Regions from separate parts of the Sus scrofa genome. Here all the other regions are linked to region 1. A link is a contact called in public HiChIP or PLAC-seq data. All regions are on one chromosome and are shown on one strand. The core of a region is the stretch at or near the end of the contact, and the rest is flanking DNA. Distances in the headings are between cores, read along the strand shown. Region 1 holds the start of KLF9 (Kruppel like factor 9). Region 2 overlaps LOC110255683 (a long non-coding RNA gene). Region 3 has its middle 46 kb from the start of KLF9.

Region 1 (2,669 bases), core at 99-2,598:
ACTGCGGATGTCTCAGCCACATGCCTCTGGTCAGCCCTGCCTTCGCTTTCCCTGGGAAATAACCTTCCTTGGGGCCTCCAGAACATCCCAACCTTCATTATCAGCCTTGACCTCGGCAAGGACCACACCTCCTTGCTAAGGGCCGCCCGGTGCGACCTAAATCACGTGGAGAAAAATCCTCTCTGAATCTCTCATTTAAAAGGCTAACTAGTCGTGAAGTTAACAAACCATCACTTGATCAAACTCATCTGCTGCCTGAAGCAGTATTATTTTAAAGCTCTCTGGGGATTCTTGGCCAAATTTAAAAGCACCTTGGCAAGGCCTGAAAAGTAGCAAGCATACAGCTAAACCAGCGAACCCTTAGTCATTCCTAAAAGGTTCCCTGTAAAGTGCGCCGCTTCTCCCCAGGTTTGGCCACTTCGCTGCAATCCCACAAGAGAATAAAATAAAAGATAACACAGTGGTTTGACTGTGTCCCTCAACCCCCGTCAGCGTCTGCCCAGGTGGGGTGGCCCCACTGCCGCCGGTGCTGGAGTCCGGCGGGGGGCGGGGCGGGACAGGGAGGGGAGGCACCACTCCCCGCGTGGCCACGCACGGGGGCTGGCGCTCAGCACTCACTCCGCCCCGCCAGGTTAATGCTCTCCATGGCTTCTAGAGGCTGGGGACGATTAAGAAGAGAGTGAGCTTTCTGTCTCTACACAGTTCAATTTTTTTAAGAGTTAAACAGCATCTTATCCAAAATTTTTGCACCCTTTCGGCCAAGTGCGTTGTTAACTCCCAGAAAGGCTGCCCGGCCAAAGGTTAACTAACCCCAGAGCTTGCGGGAAGAAGGAGACGCCGCTAACCTGTATGCACTCTGTAATGGGCTTTGAGATGGGAGGATTTTCCATAGACTTTCCCACAGCCACTGTAGGGGCACTTGTGCCTCTTTTCGGAGGCGTGTTTCCCCTTCGCAGCCACTCCAGGGTGGAGGAGGGAGAGCGGGCTGGGCGCGCTGCCAGGATCCTGTCTCTCCTCCGGGCTGTGGGAAGGACTCGACCCAGATTCGGTGGTCACGTCGCTGTCGGATCCCATATCCTCATCAGGACTCTCCAGGCTGTCGCTGCACACCGAAGGGGTCTGGATGGGTCGGTACTTGTTCAGGTCCAACAAGCTCTTGGCGATGGTGACCAGCGTGCAATAATCCTTCCAGGTGTCCCCCGGGTCACCGTGCTCCTTGGTCACCTCACGCTCAGGTAGTCGCAGCCGCTCGGCGTCCGGAGCGCCCCCATGCTCCGGCACCGCAGCGCGGTTCGAAATGGAAACCAGACACTGGGCAGCCACAAGTCCATGTAGGCGGCCGCAGACATGGTGCGGGCGACAGCAGCCCCAGCGACGCGGCCAAACTTGGTGGTGGCTGCAGAGGTTCGGCTCGCTGTGCCCTGGCCTCGGACGATGAGCGCGGCGCTGCGCGGTGGCCAAGGGGGCGGGGGCGCGGGGCGCTTCCGACTCGCAGGAGCGCCGAGGCGACCTCAGCCCCTCATCTTTACGTAACCGGCAGCGCCTCCGCACGCAGCATCCACGGCCCCGGGCTTCGCTGCGCCGCCGCTTCTCGCCGCCGATGGTGCCCCACGCCGGGCGCTATACCCCCGACGGGCGCGCCGGCCGCTCCGAGCCGGCTCCCTTGGAAAGGTGCCACACGTGGCGGTCGCAAGTTTATTCGACCAAAAACGCCCCCGAGGCGCTGAGAGAGGAAACTGCAAGAGAGGTACACGCCCTCAGCCGCCTCTCCGTCGAGCCAAAGCCCCAGGACATTCACCCGACCACCTGGATGCGGGTGGCAACGGCCGGACCTAGCGCCAGGTCTAAGAGACACTTTTCCCCCAGTCCACTGACGGCTTCTGAGACCCTGCTCTTGCCGGTCCGCACCGTTCCGGCATTCTCTCGCTCAGTAACAATTTCGCAGAATCCCATCACGTCACAATCCAAACCCCCTCCAATTGGCCAGTGGGGAGGGTGATTCAACTCTGTTTACTTTCTCCCCCTGCCAGTCAGAACGGCCTTTCGGTGGAGAGGTGCGTCTAGAACTGAGACATGCGGCCAATCCGACTGTTCCGTTTCGATGCCTCGTGCTACCCCTACAGCCTCGAACGCTGACATTTAAAAGGGTAACAGCCGAGAGGTTGCAAAAAAGCAGTCGCGCATCTTCTGGAGTGCTTCTCAACCCCTTAGCTGGTCCAGACCTCCTGGCTCACAATCCAGCTTTCGGAGCTGTGGGACACACCTTCCCTACTCAGTTGCGCTTGTTCTTAATGACAAAAGAGAACTTCAGTTTGTTTTCCAGCTCTCAAAGAGTTAAGTGACTTCCTGCAAACGCTACAGTCCCAGCAACCAACCTTCCAATCAAAAGTAAGTTGGTTGATGTCACTAACATAGGCTCAGCCAATCAGAAGGGCGTTTTGAAGGCAAGCGCTCCACTCTTGTAAACGCGAAGAGCTGTAGTGAAACTGAACATATCCTTGTACTTTGTGTTGTTAGTAGTAAAACTGAGATATGTATGGGAAAGCATGGGTGATGAATAAGTGCATCGTGAGTTTATAATTAAAAAAAACAACTAAATATGTCAGGCCAAGTTGCTCAAGAATAAACACAAATGAGAAAACCTCAATCTGGTTTTGTTTTGTTTTGTT
Region 2 (2,669 bases), core at 96-2,595, 47 kb after region 1:
AGTGCCTCACACAGAGCACAGTTCTGGGGGCAGGTGCTCAGCAGACATCCAGTAAATCAATGAATTGTAAACGACATGGGCAAGAACACTTTTCAGAGGACATACTGGTAGAAGTTCTTAACCTACTTCAGTTAACAGCTTTCTCTGAACAGTACTTACATTAACTATAACAATGGTTACTATTTATTAAATGTCTACTCTCTGCCAAGAAAAGGCATATATTATTTCCTTACATTCCACAAAGTCAAGAGTTCTACAAAACAGGGATTTCTCTCCCCAGTTAATAGCTGAGGGAGGGCACAGCTGAGAAGACTCTTGGGCTCCAAGTCTGAGAATCTCACCTGAGCCCATACAGACAGTAAGCCAGGGTTCCAAGCCCTTCACAAGCACAGAAGCCCCTGCTTTTCCACATGCCATTTCTCCACGCCGCCCCTCACCCTGCCCTGGTCTCGGAGTCCTGTCTTGCAGCCCCTGTAAGAAAGGGTGACTTTAAAGGAGGCAGAGGATGGCAATTCCATTCCCCTGATGCAGGGCAGCTATGCATTCTTGTTTCTTCCTCTAGCAAACAGGCTTGAATTCAGCATAGAAGGAATGCTGGGTGAGTAGCCCCATTCCAGATATCTGTGTTGCCACACTTAGGAACTCCCATCCACGGGCAGGGCGGTCCAGTACCTTAGTCCCTCAACCCTCCTGGAGAACCCCCTCGCCTCTCCCTCCCACTTTCCACTGGTGATGCCCACACACAGCTCCGCTTTTCTTCCTCCACTGACTGGCTTCAAGGCCAGGTTTTCACTCCCTAGGAAAACCTTGCTACAGGTATTATTCTATGGACAGTTCCTGGCACCAAATATGTACTCACTAAATATTTACTGAATTACATTCTAAATTCTAGACAAAAGAAGGCGGCCAGGGAGCCAGAATAAAACTGAAAAACTGAGGAGGTGGGGGAGGGGGCATGCCTCTTTCCTTTCCTGTCTCCCTGCCCCCAGTAGGGAAGCAGCAGCGTTATTTAGTGTTAATGCTGTCATTTGATTACAGTAATATCCAAACAGATTGAAAAGCTCCAATGAATGCCAGAGTAGAAGTGCACACACAGGGGGCTGTTTCCTTGGAAATATTTCAGCTGTAATTACTCCCCAAGGAGAAATATCCAAACAACTTCCTTGACCCTCTGGGAAAGAGAAGTAACAATTGGACAGAAAGTCATTTCTGTGGCCTGTGTCTCCAGCGGGTGGGGGGTGGGGGCGCATGCGCGTGGGGCTGCACCTTCCACGTGTCCTGTCCACAGGGCGCCTTTGACAGCCGGTCTATTCAAACGCTGGGGCCGTGGGCTGGCGGAGCGGTGCCTGCCGCCGCAGTGGCTGAGATCATGCTGTTGATTTTGTTTTACAGAGAGCAGCCCAGCCTGTTGTGCAGAGTACAGAATGTTCTCTTCTGTGAACTGAGCTTGAACTTTTCCAACCCACTTTGTTTGAGGAACCATACAGACACGGAGGGGGAAAAACAGGGAAGATAACCCCCAAATTGTTGAAATCGTTGTGTTCTCTCTGATTTGGGCCCTGATCATTTGCTTTTCACATCTTGAAATTAAAAATCCCAAGCATTACAGTTCTTGGAAGAACAAAAAGCCTGTGATGTCCTTTCTCTGAGTCAGCACTCAGGCTTGCACTTTGGAAATGAACAAGTCTGTCACCATCTCTCCTAGATTTCTTTCTTTCTTCCTTTCTTGTTCCCTCGTAGGCATTCAAGGGACTATGACAACAAAAGATACTTTCCTATAAGGAAAAGGAAGGCCTCCAGGGCCTGTGACTTCTTTCAGGTGTTCAGGCTCTCAAGAGATGTTACAGGGGTTCCCCAATTTACTATATGGCCTGAGAGAATAGATAGTAAGGGTTTTGGGTCCTTTGCCTCCACGTAAATTACCAACTCAAGAGGTGTAACCAATGCTTGGTAAGATGATCTGAAATTTCTCTTTGAAGACAATCTTTGCCTAGTTTTAGGGCTGAGTCTCCAATTTAGAGGCACACTGATAAATAGTTTAGGGTATGCTTGGAGGATCTGAGGGTAAGACCTCTATCAGATAGGCAACAGTAGATTTCAACCTATTACTACTTTCTTTTTTTCTCTTTTTAGGGTCCTACCCAAGGCATATGGAAGTTCCCAGGCAAGGGGTCAAATTGGAGTTACAGCTGCTGGCCTACACCACAGCCACAGCAACACCAGATCCATCCGAGTTGCGTCTGCAACCTACGCTGCAACTCACGGCAATGCTGGATCCTTAACCCAACTGAGCTGGGGGCGAGGGATCAAACCTGTGACCTCATGGGTACTAGTTGGGTTCATTTCTGCTGAGCCACAGTGGGAACTCCATCAACTTATTATTACTTTTAATAGCAGTGGATTCTTTTTTTCTTTTTTTGTCTTTTGTCTTTTTAGGACCGCACCTGAGGCATATGGAGGTTCCCAGGCTAGGGGTCAAATAGGAGCTGTAGCTGCCGGCCTATACCACAGCCACTGCAAAGCCAGATCCAAGCTGTGTCTGTGACCTACAACACAGCAATGCCAGACTGATGACCCACTGAGCAAGGCCAGGGATCGAACCCGCATCCTCATGGATACTAGTCAGATTCGTTTCTGCTGAGCCACAGCGGGAACTCCAAGTCTTGTAG
Region 3 (2,669 bases), core at 55-2,554, 46 kb before region 1:
ATGGATAGAGATCAAAATAATTATACTGAGCAAGGGAGACAGACCCCCCCTCCCCAAAATAAATAGAACTATATTCTTTTATTTATACAAAATTCTTAAAAATATAAACCAATTTATAGCGTCAGAAAACAATCAGTGGTTGCCTGGGTAGGTGGCAGAGGTGAGTAGAAAGGAATGAGATGGAGCAATTATAAAGGGGCACGAGAAAATTTTGAGGCTGCTGGTAGATAAGTTCATTACCTTGATTGTGATTGTTTTCATGAGGGGTATACACATGTCAAAATAAACTGTGCACTTTAAATATATGCAGTTTCTTGTATGTCAGTCATATCTCACCAAAGCTGTTAAAAACATTAAAACCATTGATTTGATAAGATATTGAGAACTTAAAAAAAAAATCAACCTGACCATCCCTATTAACAGAGAAAAAGAGACTTTGATAATTAATAAAGAGATTCTCATTCCAGAGCAAATCATACCATGAAGGCTATTTCTTGCAAAGTTTTGCTTACCTGTTTGTTGGGTTTTTTTTTTTTTTTTTTTTTTGCCTTATCTATTGTTTTTTTCTGTTTGTTTTGTGGGTTTTTTTTTTTGTTTGTTTTTTAGGGCTGTAGGAGCGCTGTATGGAAGTTCCCAGGCTGGGAGTCCAATCAGAGCCACAGCCACACCAGATTTGAGTAGGGTCTGCAACCTATACCACAACTCATAGCAACGCCAGATCTTAACACGCTGAGCAGGGCCAGGGATCAAAACTGCGTCCTCATGGATACTATTCAGATTTGCTTCTGCTGAGTCACAATGGGAACTCCATGCCTTATCTATTGTTGATACCAGTTCCTGGGGGGTCTCCATAAGAGGGTTTTGATATAGAATAAGCAAAAATCAATGTCTAAAAGCCATCTAGAAGACATCCTCTCATTTAAAATTAAAAATGATCTATTTATCATCATTACAGAGGGAGGAGAAGAATTTCTTTACTGATGATTATAACCCATACTTGTTATTAAGCGTGGAATTAAAGCAGTCTCAGCTAAACTTGGAGTTGGGACAAGCCTGTAGGGGGAGCTCTCATGGGCTCTACGCATTATCACTTACTCCAGACAGTAAGTAACCTATGCATACATCTGGGACAGGAAAGTGAAAGTGTTGCCTACATTACTATTAGGCAGGAAGAAGAGAACGCTGCCCCATGACAGTCCAGCCAATCAGAAACTGTAGCAGCCTAATCAATGAGAAGCCTTCAGACTTTGGACTCTCAGCTTCCTCCAAGGGATTTTTTATTTACTAGAGCCCCTTCCACCCCTCCTCTTTTTCCTATAAAAAGCAAGTTCCCCTTCCTTGCTTCCGGATTCACTTACGGTCCCCCATGCCTCATATATTCTAAATTACAATTCCTCTGGCTCTCCTGGAATAAACCTGCTTTTGCTGGTAAAATAACTATCATATTATTAAAATGGACAGAATTTATAGCCAAAGTCTAGTCTTAAAAATCATTACTGAGTATATAAACAAGAAGAGTAGAATGTTCAGCTTAGTGAATTGATTTCCTTTGGGTCTTACAAGGGTATTAGGTCTATTCCTTCTTTTATATTCTAATGTGGAAATATAAAACTACTTTATATAAAACCTGGATTCATTTTGCAAAAATAAATAGGATGTCTTTGGAACCCATAGAGATCAGGTGGAAAGACTGTTCATTATCTGCCCTCCTGCCTCAGCTGTAGCTTCCAAATGGAAGAAACATCTTTACAGAGAGGTGTGTTACCATGAAGTGCAGTTCTCTGTTGGATTGGGGTCTAAGGAAAACATAGGCGAAAGAGGGCTGGGATATGTCTCAGAGAGCATCACCTAAAGCAGATGAACCAGAGGACAGGACACAAAAGCTTGTTCTCTTGCTTGGACTTTGCTTTTTGACTGTTCTTCAGCATATTCTGGAATTGTGGTACAAAATTACTTGTCATCTGGTGATAACTCTCATCACATTGTTTGTGCTGCTCAGTTCCAAACATTGTGGCTCTTCAGAAACTAAATGTTGAGGAATTTACATCAAGAACACTGAAGCAACCTGTGAGATGTATGGAATATTAAAAACTGTTAAAATATGGGATTGTGGAACCTTCCTACACTACTGGTGGGAATGCAAATTGGTAAAACCACTATAGAAAACAGTATTATATTCCTGAAAACTAAATATAGAACTACCATATGATCTAGCAATCCCACCCCTGGGCATATAGCTGGACAAAAGTTTCTTTCAAAAAGATATATGCATCCCTATGGTCGCTGCAGCACTATTCACAATAGCCAAGACAGGGAAACAACCTAAATGTCCATCAATAGATGAATGGATTAAGAAGATGTGGTACATATACACAATGGAAGACTACTCAGCCATAAAAAGAACAAAATAATGCCATTTGTAGCAACATGCTTGCAACCAGAGATTCTCATTACTATGTGAAGTAAGTCAGAAAGAGAAAGACAAATACCATATGATTTCACTTATATGTAGAATCTAAAATGTGGCATAGGTGAACTTGTCTACAAAACAGAAACAGACTCACCAACGTGGAGAGCAGACCTGTAGTTGCCAAGGGGGAGAGGGAGGGAGTGGGATGGACTGGGATTTGGGGGTTAGTAGATGGAAACTATTGCATTTGGAATGGAGA

Evidence for each region. HiChIP or PLAC-seq counts read pairs in DNA pulled down with a chosen protein or histone mark.
Region 2: an H3K27ac HiChIP or PLAC-seq map of skeletal muscle shows a contact between it and region 1, with 3 times the contacts expected there. The contact joins the enhancer-like site here to the promoter of KLF9 in region 1. A contact is called at or near these places in 1 of 5 promoter capture datasets (liver), 18 of 47 Hi-C or Micro-C datasets (adipose tissue, alveolar macrophages, brain and 9 more) and 2 of 2 datasets of contacts at active chromatin or transcription factors (alveolar macrophages and skeletal muscle).
Region 3: an H3K27ac HiChIP or PLAC-seq map of alveolar macrophages shows a contact between it and region 1. The contact joins the enhancer-like site here to the promoter of KLF9 in region 1. A contact is called at or near these places in 1 of 5 promoter capture datasets (liver), 6 of 47 Hi-C or Micro-C datasets (epiblast stem cells, liver, retroperitoneal adipose tissue and 2 more) and 2 of 2 datasets of contacts at active chromatin or transcription factors (alveolar macrophages and skeletal muscle).

The regions. Positions count from the first base shown.
Region 1 is chr1:223,746,313-223,748,981 of Sscrofa11.1, forward strand. KLF9 (Kruppel like factor 9) reads right to left here and starts at 1,349. Exons shown (of 3, transcript NM_001011504.1): 1 at 1,326-1,349; 2 at 846-1,323. The coding sequence starts at 1,349.
Region 2 is chr1:223,792,971-223,795,639 of Sscrofa11.1, forward strand. The region is part of intron 2 of LOC110255683 (a long non-coding RNA gene); the gene reads right to left. Among named protein-coding and RNA genes, the nearest start is that of KLF9, 47 kb to the left of the region's middle. Within about 2 kb of position 1,346, at least 45 of the 83 cell types and tissues checked have an H3K27ac peak or open chromatin away from gene starts, as enhancers often do. A contact at or near this core is called in adipose tissue, alveolar macrophages, brain and 6 more, where this site is marked.
Region 3 is chr1:223,700,732-223,703,400 of Sscrofa11.1, forward strand. No RefSeq gene overlaps it. Among named protein-coding and RNA genes, the nearest start is that of KLF9, 46 kb to the right of the region's middle. Within about 2 kb of position 1,305, at least 13 of the 83 cell types and tissues checked have an H3K27ac peak or open chromatin away from gene starts, as enhancers often do. A contact at or near this core is called in alveolar macrophages, liver, retroperitoneal adipose tissue and 1 more, where this site is marked.